2 separate regions of the Mus musculus genome follow, and region 1 is linked to region 2. Evidence: chromatin contacts called from public promoter capture Hi-C data. All regions are on one chromosome and are shown on one strand. Each heading gives the region's core, a stretch centred on a gene start, on an enhancer-like site or on the middle of the called end of the contact. The rest is flanking DNA. Distances are from core to core; before and after follow the strand shown.

Evidence for each region. Promoter capture Hi-C pulls out the DNA fragments that hold promoters and counts their contacts.
Region 1: a promoter capture Hi-C map of pre-B cells shows a contact between it and region 2, with 7 times the contacts expected there. The contact joins the promoter of Oxa1l here to the enhancer-like site in region 2. A contact is called at or near these places in 17 of 39 promoter capture datasets (the 3T3-L1 cell line, 3T3-L1-derived adipocytes, the C10 cell line and 12 more), 2 of 15 datasets of contacts at CTCF or cohesin (large pre-B cells and stem cell-derived epiblast-like cells), 7 of 484 Hi-C or Micro-C datasets (adipose-derived mesenchymal stem cells, cerebral cortex, cortical neurons and 3 more), 13 of 115 datasets of contacts at active chromatin or transcription factors (the 230-238 cell line, acute myeloid leukemia, astrocytes and 5 more) and 2 of 9 other capture datasets (adipose tissue and embryonic stem cells).

Annotation. Positions count from the first base shown.
Region 1 is chr14:54,359,462-54,362,161 of GRCm38.p6, reverse strand. It overlaps Oxa1l (oxidase assembly 1-like), which reads right to left and starts at 1,321. Exons shown (of 10, transcript NM_026936.3): 1 at 1,245-1,321; 2 at 694-840. The coding sequence starts at 1,307.
Region 2 is chr14:54,060,501-54,063,200 of GRCm38.p6, reverse strand. It overlaps Tcra and Tcrd. Among named protein-coding and RNA genes, the nearest start is that of Gm30275, 64 kb to the left of the region's middle. Within about 2 kb of position 1,385, at least 57 of the 459 cell types and tissues checked have an H3K27ac peak or open chromatin away from gene starts, as enhancers often do. A contact at or near this core is called in adipose-derived mesenchymal stem cells, cerebral cortex, cortical neurons and 1 more, where this site is marked.

The DNA.
Region 1 (2,700 bases), core at 72-2,571, 300 kb before region 2:
TTAGAGACAGGGTTTCTCTGTGTAGCCCTGGCTGTCCTGGAACTCACTTTGTAGACCAGGCTGGCCTCGAACTCAGAAATCCACCTGCCTCTGCCTCTCAAGTGCTGGGACTAAAGGCGTGCGCCACCAACCGCCAGGCTTAATTTTTTTTTATCTTGTGTGTGTGATGTATGTAGGCATGCATGCCACAGCATGTGTGGAAGTCAGAGATGAACTTTGTGTGGCGCCTTCTTCCTTCATTATTTATTTATTTATTTTTTTTCATTTTTGAGACAAGGTCACACTACACAGCTCTATGTTGACCAGGCTGGTTTTGAATTCAGAGATCTATCCATCTCTGCCTCCCAAGTGCTGGGGTTACTAGGATTGTGCCACAACCTGCTCCACCTTTACTTGGGTTCCAGGGTTGGCACTCGGTTTACCAGGGTTGCAATAGCAAGAGCTTTTGTACAGCAGGGTCATTTTGCCTGCCCTACAAATTTCTCAGCACTTTTAGGCATTTCCTCACTGAGTTGCCTGAGATGAGAATCTACTTCTACTCCAAACAGGTTAATATTAGGAGGAACTTAGGAGGAGTGTGAGAACTCTGCTACACATTCACTGTCTCCCGCAAAACAAAACAAACAAAACAACACAGAACCAAAAGAAAGGGGCCAAGAAGTCGTGCTCCTTTCCTCAGCGGGAACCTCTTACCTGGGCTTCTGCAAAGAGGGTGGCAGATGTACTGATGCAGCGAGGAGTGAAGACGGCGAGAAGAGCACAGGGTGGCCGCCCGTTACCCCGGCGGGCTGCGAGGAGCTCGGCGGCCAGCGGTCTCAGGGACACTGCGACGCTATGGTACTGACCATGTGAAAGGAAGGGAAGGCCTTGAGTCCCAGCCGACCCGCCTCTCCCGCAGACAGCCTGCGGTTGCAGCAGTGGGGCGCTGCAACTCTGCTCGCACAGACTACAGGCCCCGAAGCCATGCACTGGAGCGTGCAGGGTGCAGCTCCGGTTAGGGTCTCCCGCATCCTGTTACCGAAGCCCGGGGACGGGGCCCAGAGGTCACGGCTCAGGGTCGCAGGCAGTTTCCAAACAGCTACAGAGAAACCAGGCCACCAACCCCGGGACGTAACCCGGTGGTGCCCTCACGCGACCGGAGGTCATGACTCGCAGGTCGCAGTGACCAGGTCAGCATCTGCTCGTGACCTCAGCTCAGGTGACAAGGACAAGGCAGCATCCCCGCGCTTTGGACGGAACCTTACCGAACGCTGGGGTCGTAGGAGTCGCAGAAGCTGCCAGCGACCGCACACTAAATTCCTCGCCATCTTGCCGGGAAGAGGGAACTTACTCTCGCGCACGCGCACTCAGAACTTTGACGCTGCGGGGGAGGCCATTTTGGAAATGGGCAGGCAGTCAGACCTGACGTCACAGATCAGGTAGTGAGGGAGAATGAAGACAGGCGATGGTATTTGAAGTGGTTTAAAAAAGTCAAGATTCCGCAGAGATTGAAACTAAGAGACAGAGGCAGGCGGATTTCTGAGTTCGAGGCCAGCTTGGTCTACAAAGTGAGTTCCAGGACAACAGCCAGGACTATACAGAGAAACCCTGTCTCGAAAATCAAAAAAAAAAAAAAAAAAAAAAAAAAAAAAGAAAAGAAACTAAGAGACAGGATGCGCTGTTAAGTGGCAGTGTAAACATAGCATATTTCCTGTTTTCCCTTCCATTTCCCAAACTGTAATTGTTCCCTGGGTTAAAATAATTCTTGGATTAAAAATGGCCTTTACTCTTGGAATAGTGCCTCAAATCTATAATCCCAGCATTTGGGAGGCGGAGGCAGGAGGATTGCCTAAAATTCGAGGTGAATCTTGGTTACCTATTGTGTTTAAGGCTAGCCAGGACTGCAGAGAGACCCTGCCTGTCACAAGAAGATAATGAATAAACAAAATCTCAAACTAGAATTAACCCCACAAACAGGCAAACCAGAAAGGCGAAAACAATAGCTTTTACATCTGTGCTTGGCGTGGGTTTTTTCTTACTGCAAGGTAATATTGTAATTACAGATCCAATGAAATTTGAAAGTAGCCTGGAATCTGACAAAGCTATAGGGAAGGCAGTTTCCGGGAAATAACCGAGGAAACTAAAGATGAAAGTTGAACTTGATGTCTTGGATCTGTTGTCTCAAGATTGTTACTATCTATTTGTAGATTTTGTTGTGTATTTTTTGAAACTAAAAGCTTCCCTAAAGCATAAATTGAAATAAGGTGGGTATGGTGCTGCACGCCTGTGATCCCAGCACTGAAGAGGAAGCTGACTCAGGTAAGTGGTGAGTTCAAGGCCAGCCAGGGTTAAAAATGGAGACCTTATCTTAAAAAAAAAAAGTAATGTGAAAAATAAATTACTGCTCAGGAAGGAGGGGGTTGATCACATATACTTCTTCATATGCTACTAGATACTTTGGAGGAATAAAAACTTATTTATTTCATAGATGTCGTGTGTTGTATGAGTGTACATTCTCGGAGGCCAGAAGAGGGATGGAGTTAGAGGTGTTTGTTGCATAAGTGTTGGGATCTGAACTCTGGTATTCACCATGGTGCAGCAAATAGTCTTAACCGCTGAGCCATATCCAACCCCGAAATTTGCGACTTTTATTTTGGAGAGAGAGAGAGAGAGAGAGAGAGAGAGAGAGAGAGAGAGAGAGTGTGTGTGTGTGTGTGTGTG
Region 2 (2,700 bases), core at 136-2,635:
AGGCTTTGGTTTGCTATCTGCCTCGTGGAGACACAGTACCTCCTCCAGCTCCCACACACTGACCCAGGGAGCAAGAACGTTAGGGAGGAAGATGTCTGGGAGGCTCTAAGCATTGTGCCTGACACATGGCTAGTACTCCCTGAAAACGAGCTGCTGGCTTTGTTTCCATGCCTAGGGCACAGAGATCTCTGCGGATTCCCGAGAAATTTTCACTCAAAGCCCCACTTAGCTGCAATGTAAACATCATTTCAGAAAAGGAAAATAAGCAAGCACAGGATTAAATCAATTACCTCCCTAAATGCCCCTTGACAATTGCTTTTTTTTTTAATGCATTTTACCTGATATTCATAATGCACATAATGTGTTAGATCAAATTTACATATCAGCTATTCTTCAGTTCCTCTGACATCTCTCTCTGCCACGTTTCCTTCAAATTTCATTCTCTTTTTCTCTCTCTCCCTCCCTCTCTTTCCCTCCCTCTCTTTGTCCCTCTCAAAATTACCCACTGAATCTACTTAGTGCTGCCAACATTGCATGGGTGGGACCATCTACTAGAACACAGTAGTATTATTTGCTTCTAAAAGTATAAAGACTGCCAAAGTTTCCAGAGACTTAGAGAATATGCTATTGAACCTGGCCTAAGATGGGAGAAACCCTTGCATGCATTCATTCTCCCCAGAAACAGACATGAAGTGGTAGTGGCTCACCCACCCATTTGCTACAAGCCGGGATGCTGTGGCCACAGCTCTGTCTTCTATTATATCTAAGTGTGATTGACCCAGTCTCATGAGCTGCCAATGGGGGAAAAGACTTGGAGTCACTGTAGTCAATCACCATTGAGAACCTATTAGAAGAACAAGGTACCATGCAGCCTCTTGAAAGGCTAAGAGTGTAGAAATGGCCATTACAGAGGAAACTCCTTCCGCTTGGCTGACTGGGGCAGGGTCTATGGCTTTACAGCAATTGGTACAGATGCTGGGTGAGGAGGCACATTCATTTTGTGTTCAGTAAAACAACTTTTATTCATGGATGTGAATTGTTATCCCCTTGGGAAAGGTGAAGGTATAGAAACAGGTTGCAGTTTCTAGGGGAATCTAATTCTCTCTCTGTCTCTGTCTCTGTCTCTGTCTCTGTCTCTCTGTGCATGTGTGTGTGTGTGAGAGAGACAGAGACAGAGAGACAAAGAGACAGACAGAGACAGAGAGAGCATAATGATGAATCAGAGCTGTGGTATCCTAGGAAGTCCTAGGTAATTACCCAGCCTGAATTTCTCCTGGAGCTTCTGGATAGTGCCAGATGTGCTCAGGCCTCTGTGCACCACCCCACAGAGCAGGCATCCAGAGCCAACCTCCTCTTCCAGGCTGTTCCTCACGTCTGGGAACACATCAAAGGAGGCTTGATATTCATAACCGCTGTGAGTCATTTTCACATAGAGCTGCAGGGAGCTGCCTGCACTGCTGCTTGCTGTATTCAACCCTTTGTAGGAGCAGCTGAGCTAAACCAATCCCCTATTATGGGCGAGAGTAGAGCCCTCCTGGGAGACCTGATTTACCCCCCACACCCCTATGCTGAATATAAAAAGCTCTTTTTTTTAAATTTGAGAAATAGTTATTAAAACATCCTCAGTCTTGGACTAGGCAACTTCAGAGCCCACAGGAACAGCTCGGCAGGTTTCTTCCACAAGGGTGTGACCACCCCAGGCCCTGTTGTTGGTGTCAATGACATCTGAAGCCTCCGGGTTTGTTTCCTTCAGAGGACAAAGAATGTCAACAAGAGTCCAACCACAGCCACAATTCTTCTCTACTGGAAAACAAGTGTTGCCAGGTCCTGCTGAGTTGGCCTATTGTTGGAAACTGTATTCTGTGTGCCATCCTTTGAGGGCTGACAGAAGCTTGGGAAGGCAAAGCTGCAAGATGGTAGGAGCTGGAAGAGGACTCAGTCATCATCTAATCCCAGGACCTCAAGTTACACATCACAGATGAGGCATGAACAGGATACAGGCTGTTTAAGGTCACTCAGACAGGCAGAGTTTTTGGCATCTGGAGTCACTCTCAAGGGACTGGAAAGCAGTGGCAGGTCACCTTGGTGTCCATGGAGGGCTAAAGAGAGGAAAGGGATGAAGACCAGGAGAGATGAGGCTGTTTCTTAGTTCCATGCCCGAGTTCCTCTGTGTGGAAAGTGACTGAATTATTTACCTCAATATCACTGTTTTAATGAATGACTCCGAGAAGTCCTGGTAACCATGGGTTTTGTGGTTAGTGGAGGACAGTCCAGTTTCTCAACAGGCCAAAGAGGGGTGCCTAGATTTGTACCCTGTTCTCAGAAACCACCCAAGGCTTTTAAATACCCTGGCTTAGAAGAACTCAATAGGGTATTGTTGTACTGGGTAAATGGTGAAAAAAAGAAAGAAGGAAAGAAAGAAAGGAAGAAAGAAAGAGAGAAGGAAAGAAAAAAGAATTATAGAAATACAGAAAAGAAGCAGCCAAGTTGTCTGGCTTCAGACCTGGGACACACCACACAGCTGTGTCTTCCAGGCTGTGTTGTTTCTGCTGCCAGCAGGAGTGGACCCCTACTTTAGTTTTGGACAGCTTAGAAAGCAAGTCCCCATATGTAGGTGCATCCTAATGCATTCTGGTCATGCGATATCTTTTCCGTCTGCTACAGAAGCAAGCACAGTTTGCTCTTTAAAATGCCCAGAGC